Linked DNA regions of Sus scrofa: regions 2 and 3 are each linked to region 1. Evidence: chromatin contacts called from public HiChIP or PLAC-seq data. All regions are on one chromosome and are shown on one strand. Each heading gives the region's core, a stretch centred on a gene start, on an enhancer-like site or on the middle of the called end of the contact. The rest is flanking DNA. Distances are from core to core; before and after follow the strand shown.

What was found. HiChIP or PLAC-seq counts read pairs in DNA pulled down with a chosen protein or histone mark.
Region 2: an H3K27ac HiChIP or PLAC-seq map of skeletal muscle shows a contact between it and region 1. The contact joins two enhancer-like sites. A contact is called at or near these places in 25 of 47 Hi-C or Micro-C datasets (adipocytes, adipose tissue, alveolar macrophages and 16 more) and 2 of 2 datasets of contacts at active chromatin or transcription factors (alveolar macrophages and skeletal muscle).
Region 3: a contact with region 1 is called in an H3K27ac HiChIP or PLAC-seq map of skeletal muscle. The contact joins two enhancer-like sites. A contact is called at or near these places in 1 of 47 Hi-C or Micro-C datasets (embryonic fibroblasts) and 2 of 2 datasets of contacts at active chromatin or transcription factors (alveolar macrophages and skeletal muscle).

The regions. Positions count from the first base shown.
Region 1 is chr1:43,447,671-43,452,074 of Sscrofa11.1, reverse strand. All of the region lies in intron 3 of CEP85L (centrosomal protein of 85 kDa-like), which reads right to left. It overlaps PLN (phospholamban), which reads left to right. Exons shown (of 2, transcript NM_214213.1): 2 at 2,061-2,721. The coding sequence starts at 2,159. The coding sequence ends at 2,317. Among named protein-coding and RNA genes, the nearest start is that of PLN, 9.1 kb to the left of the region's middle. Within about 2 kb of position 2,129, at least 7 of the 83 cell types and tissues checked have an H3K27ac peak or open chromatin away from gene starts, as enhancers often do. A contact at or near this core is called in skeletal muscle, where this site is marked.
Region 2 is chr1:43,258,738-43,263,141 of Sscrofa11.1, reverse strand. It overlaps MCM9 (DNA helicase MCM9), which reads right to left. Exons shown (of 16, transcript XM_003353232.4): 12 at 3,578-3,723. Among named protein-coding and RNA genes, the nearest start is that of ASF1A, 46 kb to the right of the region's middle. Within about 2 kb of position 1,956, at least 10 of the 83 cell types and tissues checked have an H3K27ac peak or open chromatin away from gene starts, as enhancers often do. A contact at or near this core is called in skeletal muscle, where this site is marked.
Region 3 is chr1:43,310,367-43,314,770 of Sscrofa11.1, reverse strand. It overlaps LOC110260244 (a long non-coding RNA gene), which reads right to left. Exons shown (of 3, transcript XR_002343175.1): 3 at 1-901. Among named protein-coding and RNA genes, the nearest start is that of CEP85L, 80 kb to the left of the region's middle. Within about 2 kb of position 2,495, at least 21 of the 83 cell types and tissues checked have an H3K27ac peak or open chromatin away from gene starts, as enhancers often do. A contact at or near this core is called in skeletal muscle, where this site is marked.

The DNA.
Region 1 (4,404 bases), core at 880-3,379:
TCAGCCATTCATATACACACATCCATTCTCCTTCAGATTCTTTTCCCACATAGATTATCACAGACTTCCAGGTAGAGTTCTCCGTGCTATACAGCAGGTCCCTGCAAACTGTACTTAATTATACAACTCATGTAAAGAGACTAGTCAAATATATACAGTAATAAGGAAAATCCTCTTTGTAATTATCTAACAGTAAAAATTCACTGTATCTACAACAAGCAAATCCAAGCCAAAACAACTTAAAGGGTGCATTTTCTTAAAGAACAAAACTCCTTTATTTCAATAGTACTTTAAGAATTCAAACTAAAGTAATTAAATATATACCAAGCTTAAGCTGACAGTTTCTAAGGTGATAACGTTACAGATAAATTAAGTAATGGCCATGAAGAATATATGCTAGAGAAACATAAGCTGTACCAACTCTTTGAAAGAATGACGTCTAGTTCGTTGTTCGGATCTCCTCACCACAGGTCAATACCATGAAAGAGACCAGAGTCCCCAGAGAAATGAAAGCTCAGTCCAATATATAATTCAAATCTTAATACAGCCAAATTGAAGCACTGAAACTACAAAATCTAACGACCATATACCACATGGTTTCTTTGTAACAAAAATTGGGAAGTTCTGACTGACCAGCCTGATACATATCTTCTTTCTCATTCTTTCAGTTCTTCCCTCTGCTATCTTTAGCACTAGTCTCTCTCAGAAACAGAACTATAGGTTGAGATGGGTTTTCTTGAGATGTGAAGCCACTAGGGAAAAAATGAAATTAGGCAGCTGGAGTAAGGTGGTAAAATCTTAATTAGCAGTGATATATCAACAAATGTTAATAACAGTTATCTCTGGGTAGTTAATAATGGTTATTTTTAAAATTTCATTTCCAACTTTTCTTGTTTCAAAATTCACATTAGAAGTATCCTTAATGACAACAAAACATCTCCAAAAGTTAACTGTTACTATCTCTGGGCAGTTAATTTATGGCTAATTTTTAATCTATATCCAATTTTCTACAATGATGCATTAAGTCCTGGGTTTTTTTATTAGCACAGATAATTATCAGGCACCAATTAATCAGATGGTTTTGTAGAAGAGCTTGTGGGAGCTCTGAAAGAATGCAAATGGAAACGCTGTTCTTAAGTACAGGTCCTCTGAAAATAACAATTATCTGTGGTAGATAGGAAGACAATGACAGTTTTATTTACTATGCCTTCTGAGTCTGAAAATCTTCAGTACTTAATACGGTCTTATTAAAATGTTACTTTAAATAGCATATCCAAAAAGCTATAAAACTGTAAAAAGGAATGGCAAACATTTCAATCTATAATTCTGATAAAATACTTCCCATTTAATGATTTTATTTTGGACTGAAATCAACATCCAGAGAAAATTTATTACATGTATTTCTTTTATATGTATATTTGCTAAATTTATTAGTAAAATGAATAGAAAACATTCATAATTTGATTTCTTCTTAAAAAATTATCTGTGATTGCTTCAGAAAATCTATACTAAAATCTCAAAACATGTAGATGTGAATAAATGTAAACTCTTCAAATGCGCTTTATTTTTACATCTTATTCCAGAAATGCTCAGAAATAAAAAGAATATCTCTTTGAAACAGTATCTAATGTCATACTTAAATGCACTCATTTCTTTTTATTAGATTGCTCTGGAGCCATTAATACACTAATGTTCACAACAATTATGCTCATAGAGAAACGGTCTTAATGAAACTGTATGTAAGAACTTGCCTAAGGGAACAGCCCAAAACAAGCTGCCCCCTAAACTAAACTATACATCTAGTCATTCTGAGAGAAGGAGGCAAGAACTGAAGTTACTGCACTCCAAACAGAAAACATCATTGTGACCATAACCAAAAAAGACAGGTTCTCAGAAAGAGACAGGCAGATGGACAAAGCCACACATAGACTATTGAGATACTGGATGTCATAAATACAAATAATGTAGAGAATGAGGGATTACACAAAACTGTTTTACCTGTTCAGAAAATAAGTTATTATACATATGATCCTAATCCATCTACTATTTTTACATTCCAGGCTGCCTAAAAGAAGACAGTGATCTCATATTTGGCTGGTAGCTTTTTCAGCTTTCTCTTGACGGCTTAAAACTTCAGGCTTCCTGCCTTCCTGGTATCATGGATAAAGTCCAATACCTCACTCGCTCTGCTATTAGAAGAGCTTCAACCATTGAAATGCCTCAACAAGCACGTCAAAACCTTCAGAACCTATTTATCAATTTCTGTCTCATCTTAATATGCCTCTTGCTGATTTGCATCATCGTGATGCTTCTCTGAAGTTCTGCCACAATCTCCAGTGCTACAATTTATCACCATCAGCTTAAAATCTGTCATCCCATGAAGAAGGGAAACAATACTATATAAGAGACCACTTCCTCAGCAGAAAGTTCTTTATGAAAAGGTCAAGATTTGGAATGAAACAAATTGTTAGCAAATGTATTCATCTGCTGGATCTTGTAAACATGAAAAGGGCTTTATTTTCAGAAACTAACTTTAAAATGACTATAAGTGTGCATAATGCAACTGTTGATTTTCTCAACAGAGCTTATAAATTTCTATCCCAAATCTTTTCTGAGGATGAACTAGGGGTTTAGTTTGGAAACTGCACTGCTAACTAGTTCACGTCATATATAAAGCATTAGCTTCACTCTTTGGGGTAAATATAATTTATACTGTACTGTAAAAGCCTCTTTGATGTTTATTAAGTATTTTTCAGGTCTTCACCAAGTGTACCAAAATAATCATTCAAATGAACTATCATTTGAAATAGCCCACTGACTCCTCACATCTGCTGTCTTTATTATCATCACACAGAATCTCTAGTGGTATCAGAACCTACATTCTAAAAGAGAACTTGTATTCTTTTCTCTATACTACACTAATATTTTAAAAAATTTATGAGAATCAAGTAGGAAAAAGACCATATCCTTACATAAACAAAATTTCTCTTAACCATTTTTCTCAAAGAATTATAGAATTCTAGTACATATAGGTAAAACTATAAATCTGTTCTCTATACACAAGAACTGCTGGTTAATTTAACATGTGACATTGTGATTAGCCATAATTACTAATACACTAATAGAATAGAATCTACCTTAATTTAAGGCACAATAGATAATTATCTGAGTTAGAACACATAACTTGCCACACTTTATCTCTGGAATCATGAAATCTTAAGAAGACATTAGAGTGATTTTATAGGTTACCTTCTATTCTAATTTCACCCACAATGTAGACAAGGGAAAGAATAAAAAATATTATTTCAAGCATTAAAAATAAAATTTGAAATATCTCTCCAGAATTAACAAATTCTTTGATTAAATTTTGAAACGAACTTTTGTCATTACTGTTCATGATAGGATATAGCTATTTTCCTTAATCTAACAACCAAATGGTAAACACCTATTTGGTAGGCCACTGTACTATGCTAAATTACAGATACAGCTATGCTAATCTACAATTATTTTTTTGCTAAATACATTTCCAATTTTCCCTCTGATCATTTAAAAATAACTTCCAACAATTCATAAAACAAAAGAAGTAAAAAAACTGGTTTGGGAAATACATTCACCAAAATTTAGTGAATTAAATTGAGTCAGTTTAAAACTGAGTCTAAAATGGTTTACATCTATACTGTATAATTCAATAATTTTAAGTTCAAGATATATAAGCAATATAATAATTATTGGGGAAGTAGAGAATGTGCAATTTATTATACGGTTTGCTAAAGTATGGTTACTAAAAGAATTGGAAAAGTCAATATTGACCTTGGTTTTCAACATAAGTGCTGCTAACAAAGGAAATAATGCTTTTAAGTTTTTTCTGAATCCCTGGATGGATGAGGATAATTTTGGATTGCTGATATTTAAGGAACAGAGGGAAAAGGGGTTTCACACTGATAGAGGGATTTCTTGAGCAAAGCCTCATCTATGGGTTGAAAATCCTATTAGCAACTAGAAGAGTTTATAAGCAATAAATGAGACAACTGCTTTACTGGTGGCAGTAATTCCCCATGTAAAAAGTAACCAATTCTATAATTAGTGTAATGACCTTAAAATAAATGGAAAATTTGAAATAATAAGTTCTACCCTTTTCATTACATTGCTCATTACAATATCAACTTAAAGCTATAAACTGTGAAAGTTATGGAGTTTTCCCTAAGTCAAACAGAAATAGTTTTTTTTGTTTTTGTTTTTCATTCTGCCTTTAATAGAAATTAAAACCTTACACTTGAGAATTACAGAATACTATAACTCAGATTATACTGTAAAATAAAACCTATTCTTTAGATGGAACTTATTCTGTTTACCAGGATGTATAAAGAGTAAAATACAATAAACTATGTATTTAAAAAATTTTAA
Region 2 (4,404 bases), core at 707-3,206, 190 kb after region 1:
GCCCTTCCTAACAACCTAGAAACACCTTTTCAGTATTAAGGGGCAATATGACTCTGTTTCTATGCACAAAATCCAAAAACAAACCACACCAAAAAGCAGATGAGCAAATTATTCTAAATATCATGTATAATCACAGAAAAAGGGAAAGAAGAAAATACATTAAAATTATATGGATTTTAAATTTAAATATATTTAAATACACTAAAATGTTAATGATAACTCTCTGGCAAATAAGATTATGCGTTTTTTTCTTTGTTTCTTTTTTTGTCTTTTCTAGGGCTGCACCTGTGGCACATGGCGGTTCCCAGGCTAGGGGTCTAATCAGAGCTGTAGCCGCCGGCCTACATCAGAGCCACAGCAACACGGGATCTGAGCCGTGTCTGTGACCTACACCACAGCTCACAGCAACACCGGATCCTTAACCCACTGATTGAGGCCAGGGATCGAACCTGCAACCTCATGGTTCCTAGTCAGATTCGTTAACCACTGAGCCACGACAGGAACGCCATGTGTATGTGTTTTTTTATTAATTATTATTATTAGTTTCAAAATACTTTATAAAGAATCTGTATATTGCTTACAACCCATCAGTGGGAAAAAAACATCAAAAATTATTTTTTAAATATTGGGTTATAGTCACTCATAGTAGACTTGGGAATGTTGATACAAGAAAATCTGGATTCACTGTAGTCACAGCCAAACCAAACCAAACCAAACCAAACCCACCCAAATAGCTTTCAAAATTACCACTACTTTCAGCATCAAATTGAGGTCAGGGATACTCATAATTGTTAACATTCTATAACTTTAAGAATTTATGGGGATTTTAAGGGTAGAATAATTTAGTTTTATTTTAGTGTGATCTTGATGTGGGGAATTAATTTCTCCACTATTTAAACTTTGCATTTTACTACATCTCCTAAAAGAGAGCATCTTCACACTCTGTTTGTGAGGTGGGTAGGATGGCCACCAGTTGAGGCTGGCTGTCACTGGTAAAGCATTTTTCCAAAGAAAGTGATAAAAATACAGATAGTTTTATGATTAATATGTGCTCTCCTTAAGGATAGAAAACTCTTAAGGGGATAAACCCACGAGCTACTGGGGGTTTTCTCACCTAAGGTTCACTTTAGAGTATGTCTTGGGGATCATTACTTTTCTTTGTGGGGCACCTGGTCTTGTTGCTGTGAGGATCAGTTCCAGAACATGCCCTTGCGTGACGAAGAAATACCAGAAGAAAAAAACCTGTTAAGGCAGCATCTTATCTTTTAGAGCATCACTGACTCTTGTTTTGTTTTCCTTCTTTCCATCCAGGAGGGTCATTTTTAATTTGGTAAGTCCCATTGCTATTTTCTATCATACAACACTGATTCTGAGCCTCATACCCTTCCCTTCTTGAATCTGGCATATGCCAGCGAGGGGTCATCAAAATGACCAGTTTCTGGTCACTCAAAATAAGCATCCCTCCAAAGTCAAGGCCAAGCCCAGGACAGGCCTCAAAAGAACTGGATACATCAAACCAGAAAAAAACCCAAGGAAGAGCTTTGATCTGAACGCTATGCTCTGGATCATGAAAAAGCCAGGAAACCAAAAGAAAAAGGGCCTCATTATAGACAAAGTGCAAGTTTACTGCAGGCTGGTATTTGGATATCAGCAGGACAAAGCCAGTCCCCACACTTCCCCAAAAGGCTGTGCTGAGGCTTTATAAATAGAAAGAGAACACTGCTAGATGAAGAGAGTCAGTGAATAGGAGAGAAAGGCCAGAAAAGAAAACTCTCAAGGTTTTACTTAAACAGTCAATAATCCCAGTGTGGTTCCCCAATTCTCCCTGTGCCACTGCTCTGCTCCCACATGCCCTGGATTCACCAGCCCCCAACCTGGAGGTCACCCCCAAAACTGAGTGCAGGCCAATTACTAACCTACTTCCACTGATCGGAAAGAGGCCCTGTGGCACACCTGCCATTCCTCACTCCTGTTTCACAGGCACAGACTCAGAGTCCAGCTTTCTAGGAGCTCATGTGTTGGGGAGCAGGCAAAGGTTAAAGTTTAGGTAATGCATGTGATACATTCCTTCTCATGTGTCCACACTTTAACAAGTCACTAGAAAGGGGAGTTTTGAAACATTGCTTTTGTCATACCTGAGCTGCTCCCCTGTAGGATGAAAAACAAATTCCCTTCTTAGTGTAAAACATATCCTACTCACTTGGGAGTTTCTTTTAGTCTGACTATGAAATACACAAATTTTTAAAAGTTCTGGACTTGGGCATGGAGGGAAAGAAAACGGTGATGCTGAAGGGAGGGTCAGAGCTGCTGCTCACGGACTAGGAGGGCCCTCCCCAGGTGAGAGTCAGTACTCTTAGCTCTCCTGTCATAGCCTTTCCAGCATTCCAGCAAGGCTAGCCTGAAAGCAGCCTGGGCCTCGGGCTCTACCTGCAATTTTCTTCCACCAGGATTATATAAACACTAATGATCAAATATTTATTATGCTTAGAGAAAGCTTTAAAACAATAAGAACAGAATTAGAATATTAATAAGCACTAAGATCCTTTGTGTAAACATCCTTGCACATGTCCTCTCCTGGTGAGGAAAAGTCGTACAAAAAAGTGTCATTAAAAAGTTTTGTGTGTGGGTCTGGCCTGGGCTGGGACCGATCACTCTCCTAAGAGTCCAACTTCCTCTTCCTTAACAGCACCTCTCTGAATAGCACTGCTCCATTTCTTATGAGCCAAAGAAGAAGAGGAGGAAGTGGTGTAATAAGCACAGTTTACTTGATTCCATGGAAACTATGTGTCATATTGGGTGTGAACTCTAAGCACCATACCTTGGAGCTTCTCATAAATAATCAGGACCCAGTTTATGATGCTTAGTAAAGGACCAGTCAGTGTTCTCCAAGAGGCTTACCAAAGCAGCACACCAAGGAAATGTAGCTGCAGAAGGTGGTCTCTACAGCATAGCCACCAATTCCCTCATTCCTATATGTTCATGCCTCTTTCCCCATCAAAAGGTGTGTCCACTGCCCTTTACCTGGCATGTGGGCTGCCCTCGTGACCTGCTCTGACCTATAACATGTGGCAGAAGTGATGCTGCCTCAGTTCTGGTCCAGCCCATAAGAGGCCTGGTGGCTTCACTTTGCTAAGCTACTTGAGCCCTCAGCCATCATCTCAGAATTCTCCCTACTTTACAGTAGTAAGAGCCCAGCCAATCCATAGCCATTTAAGCCACCCCAGCTAAGGCACCACACGTGTGATGGAAGCCATCTTGGACGTTCCAACCCCAGTTGAGCTCCCAGCTCAACACAGGTGTATGAGTGACTTCAGCTGGTACTCTGGGGAATGGAGATGAGCCACCCACACTGAGCGCACTTGAACTTCTAACTCCCATAAGAATGAGTGCTGAAATGGTGTGGTGTTTGTTTTTTAAGCCACCGAGCTTTGAAGCAGTTGATTATACAGCACTAGATGACTAAAATCCCCTAGAGAGAGAAGAGACAGATTTTCCACTTACTTTATGTTTCCTTCCTTTCACTAAATGCCAAGCAAGCATTTTCCATTGCATGCTTTTCTTGGTTTTCTTTTCTCACCTTTCAAGTCTTCTTAGCTCTTCACTCAAGACGTTGTGCAGTTCCAGTTTTTCCAGAATGAGTTCACACTGCCTCTGGTACTGCTTCAGAGGGTTTTCAGGAAAGGAAGTGTGGAGTGCATTCACACCTCCCAGAAGTGCACCTCCCTGAAGGGGTGAGAAAATGGAAAACACAGAGAGCGTCACCAGGCTAGGCTTCATCCCAGATGGCTAAGACCAGTCCCCTGCATCCCCATTGTGGGTATGAGTCACCAGGGAGCCTTTTTCAAATTTCAGTAGTCTTCTTCCCCAATTCCTGGTGGCAGGCATTGCTCTGTGAAGACACGCTGCCTCTTGTGGGACCACAAACATCTTCAGGTGTGTTGAGGAGAAAAAGGTTTGCGACTCACTACTTTATACCAGTGAATAAAGCAAGGTTACAGATGCAGAGACTGTTTCCATGACAATTTTTTTCCCTCCTTTTTTTTTTTTTTTTCCCCTTTTTACAGCCACACTTGCAGCATATGGAAGGAAGTTCCTGGGCTAAGGATTGAATCAGAGCTACAGCTGCAGGTCTGAGCCACAGCAACACCAGATCCGAGCCACATCTGTGACCTATACTGCAACTCCTGGTAACACCAGATCTTTAATCCACTGAGCGAGGCCTGGGATCGAACCTGCATCCTCAGCGACACCATGTCAGGTTCTTAACCTGCTGAGCTACAACGGGAACTCCCTTCTTTTAAATGGTTTCCTTCGGATCTATTTCCAGGAATTATTAGACCTAGAATATGGTCATTTTTATTATAACTCCTATTTGCTATAAATTGTTTTTTTCCTTTTATTTTG
Region 3 (4,404 bases), core at 1,246-3,745, 140 kb after region 1:
CTTCCAGGCTTCCCTGGGGCCAACACACCACTTTCAGCATGTCAGACATGCTCACTGAGTTCTCCAGTTCACGTCTATACAACCCTTTCCTTCCTGATACGGCGGTCAAAACAAACCCGCCTTCCCCGGTTGGTGATGTCCGCTTTCTGCACACACCTGAGGTCACAGGTCATGTCCTAAAACTATGACAGTCTGAAAGAATATAACAGAAAATCTTTAAAGGGCCAATAAATGAGAAAAACTAGAGGTATGTGCATGTATATATCTGCATATATCAGTATTATATATACACATACAAATATTAATGTGTGCATATAACAGTATATGCAGATATAGACATGATATATACATATATTTAAATACACACATACACACCCTAAATAATAAATGCGCATGAAGAAAATTAGAAAATAATTTCATTCCAGTGCTCACCTACATGAAACAGAATAGAAAATGGGAGTTTTGGCTTTAAAAAAATCACTTCTAACCTAGTTTGTTTATGATTACAAAGCAACCAGATGGAAAACAGGCTGGGGACAAAATCTGTTTCATCACTGGAGTGAACAAACACAATTAAAATGCTAAAAACATGAAGTCTCATGAAACTGAACATAACAAGGACTTAAAAAAAAAAAAATGGTGATTGGGTGAGTTACAGCCACCTAAACACCAGTGATCTCTTGAGACTCCATATCCCTTACCGCATCAGCTGCAGGCAAAAGAAAAAGAGCTGCCTAATTTGAAATCAATCATTAGTATTCATTTTTTAATCTTGCTACAGCTGGAGGAACTGCGGTCTGTCATCTTTTCTGTCCATGTGGCAAACATTTCCTTTGCAGAAAGCAGGATTGGCAAGCTTCCCTCACTCACTTGCTCATTCATTTGCTCATTCACTTTCCTCCTAAAAGAAAAGAAAAAGAGAGAAAAAAAAATCCCTAGGCTTTTGTGTAACCTGAGCTGAAACAATTGAAATCCACTTATTGTTACAGTACAATTTTTCCCCCTTTTCAGCCGTGTGGGCATTTTCAGCAAAAAAAGCACTTTTTTATAGAGTCTACTGCAAGTATACTGGAGTTTTTAAAAAGTAAAACCATAGAATAATTTTTGCTAGCAATTTCAACAAAAAAGAAATCTGGAATTAAGGCAAATTGGAAGAATATTGAGCAAAATATAGTCACTCTCTTTTAGGATGCAGTAGTAGAAGATGGAAATTCAATTTTGATGTTGTTCCCTTTGTTTATCATAACAAGAGGTGGTACACCCCACCCATCCAGTTTCCTGCTCTAAGGTACAAAGATAAGCTTACAGCTTATAACAGTGCACTACTGAGAACATTCTAAAGCTAAGGGGCAAACCACACTTACTAACGCTTGGTTTTTCCCCTCAGTATAGCTACCAACTTCCATTTACAATGTACGAATATTTTTCTGTTATTTTTTAACCAAATCATATTTTTATTACCAAGATCACTTTTAACATATAAAAATGAAAAAGAAATCATTGTCCTGCCATGTTTATATAATCATATTAAGCATTTGTATTTTTTCATATTAATTTTTTCATTAATTTTCATTGACCCTGTATTTTCCCAAGAGGAACAGGTCAGTCTTTGCTAATTCAGTGTTACCATGACTTTATAGATCATAACTACCCCAAAATAATGAGAATTGACTGTATTTTTATGCTTTGCTTAAAAACCTTTAAAAACTCTTCACTATTATGAAGCTTATATTCCTAAACGTGCCATTTAAGGCACATACGTTTACGCCCTAAATGAATTCTTTAAGCTTGTCTTTGACTAATCCCCAGGGTGAACTTTTGTTGCTGAGAAAGATTCACTACGATTGTAAGAAAGAGCTGGTTGAAACAAACACCTTCAGGTTTGCCAGCAGAAGGCTATCTGCCGGAGAAAACAAATTCTGCTTTAAGTTAAAATTCTATGGCAAAAAGGCCCTTATTTCTCAGGCATCTAGAGAAAGGCTCTTTCTCTTTTACGTCTCTTGGCAGCATATTATCAGGGTCGTTGTTTCTGGAAAACTATTTTGTTGTTACCATGTTACTGCTTCATTCACAGTCATGGAGCCAAATTGGACTATAGTCATTCCATTGATGTGAGCTCCTAGCACTGAGGTTAACTCTGACACTCTCTGAGAGCATACTCTGTCCCGAAGCCAGAAACAGTGCCAGGAAACATAACCAAACAGTGATATCACAGAGTAGAGCCTCTATGGGTGAGTGCAAACATTTAAAATCAGCGTTCAGAGGTTTCTGGCATTAAGAGTTACAGATCATGAGATTTGGACCCATATTCAGTTCCAAGTAGATTCTTGCTGCAATGTTAAACTTCTGCACTCCCCTGACCCATCCATAGCTTGATGTATCTTTACAGACTATGTGACGGTGGTGGGGAAATACAAAGGGCACAGCCCCACGTTCACCTCTCTGCTCACCACGATGCAAAGGCAGCATCTGTGTGCCAAGCAGCACAGCTGTCCAGGGGCTTCAGGCAGTGACCAAAAACAAGGTCACTGGCAGCCCTGGGAGGAAGGAGCAAAGCAGCTGCAGTGTGGAACAGGCTCAGAACAGAAGGGAAAAGATGCCCCTTCCCCAGATACGCTGTCAAGGGAGGCTAAGATCTGGGATACACACCATGGATGGACAGGTCTCTCCAAAGGACTCCACTGCCCACATAATTAAGTCCAAATTCTTCAGCCTTAGACTCACATGCTGATGTCAGACCCCCTTACCTCATCATCTCCTTCTGCCCCCAGCCACTTGTTGTTCTCCAAGCTCATCATCTCCTGTCCAGTCTCCATTCACTGGCCTGTGGGGATGGCTTGTCTCTTTTCTGAATGGTTAGTTCTGCTAACCTATCATCTCCTCTGAGCAGCCTGCCCAGAACCACTCGGGTCCCCACAGAGTAACTCACACATTCCTGGTGCTCTCCCGCACCTTCTTACCCTACACTCTGGAACCATCCATACTGGTTTATAATGATCACTGCCAAGTCTGCCTCCTCACCTAGCCTATGAGGCTTCTGAGAGCAGGAACCTAGTCTTCCTCCTGTTTGTGTCTCTGATGTCAGCCAGTGCCTGGTATGTCTAGATGCCCAGGGTGTCCTGATGATTAAATACCTGAATGCAGGGATACCTTTTTCCTCTTTTTTTTAGGGTTGCCCCTATGGCATATGGAAATTCCCTGGTGAGGGGTCAAATTGGAACTACAGCTGCTGGCGTATGCCACAGCCAGGGCAACACCAGATCTGAGCTGCATCTGTGACCTACACCACAGCTTTTGGCAAGACCAGATCCTTAACCCACTGAGTGAGGCCAGGGATCGAATCCACGTCCTTGCAGACACTATGTCAGGTTCCTAACCTGCTGAGCCACAACCCGAACTCCAGAGATATATTTTTGAGACGCTAATGGCTTCACTTTGGTCTTTGCTTGCTCCACAGCTCCATGTTAAGCTGGGCAGCTCAGAAGGTGCAGTCCCTTCTAAAGTTGGAAGATAACTGGGTGGTAACACTAGCTGTTCTAAGGAAGGCAGCCATAGTGTAAGAGAAGTTCCAACCAACAGTAAAAGGAAGGGGAAGCCTGTCCCTCCCCAGTCCAGTGTAGAGAGGAAGGAGAAAAAAAGATAGAGGTCGGGGAAGTCCACTAGGGCAAGGATGTTCTGACCGATCTTCAGACCACATTCCAAAGAATTGGATGCTGCTAGTTGAGAGGACACTGAAAGCAGAGGGATCTTGTGCCCCACTCCCAGGTTAGAACCCTGGAAGGAGACACAGGGAGGCCCCATGCAATCAGCAGGAATCCACACTAGACAAGGTCTGACTCATGCTCCTGAGGCCCCCTCCTCCATGGGGTGGAAGCTCCTTAGGTAATCAGCAGGTAGCTGAAAGGTAAGTGCCATGATAATCATAGAAGAAACGGTGAGGCATGTCTGTGCTGAGGCTTTGGCACAGACAACTTAAGCCAAAGGTCAGTGCAGAACTTTGCTGAGGTGCAAAGGGGAGGCCCAGTCTGCAAGGGAAGACCACCAGACCCTGTCAAGCCAAGAGATCAGGCCTCAGATCACCATCCACAGGCTTCAGCTGCAGTGAAGTGGCAGGAGGACACGTGGAGGCCTTTTATAAATTCCAGAAGGCCCCTGAGGTCTCGGTCTGTGGGCCCAAGGCCCCCTTCCCCCTCCATAAGGTCATATCCATATTTAACAGTAGTTACTGCCTTGGGAAGACCAGGGATTGAGGAAGAAATCTAAAAGATGCAGTATTTATGAATAAAAGAACAAGTTAAGGAGTTCCCGTCGTGGCGCAGTGGTTAATGAATCCGACTAGGAACCATGAGGTTGCAGGTTCGATCCCTGCCCTTGCTCAGTGGGTTAACGGTCCGGTGTTGCCGT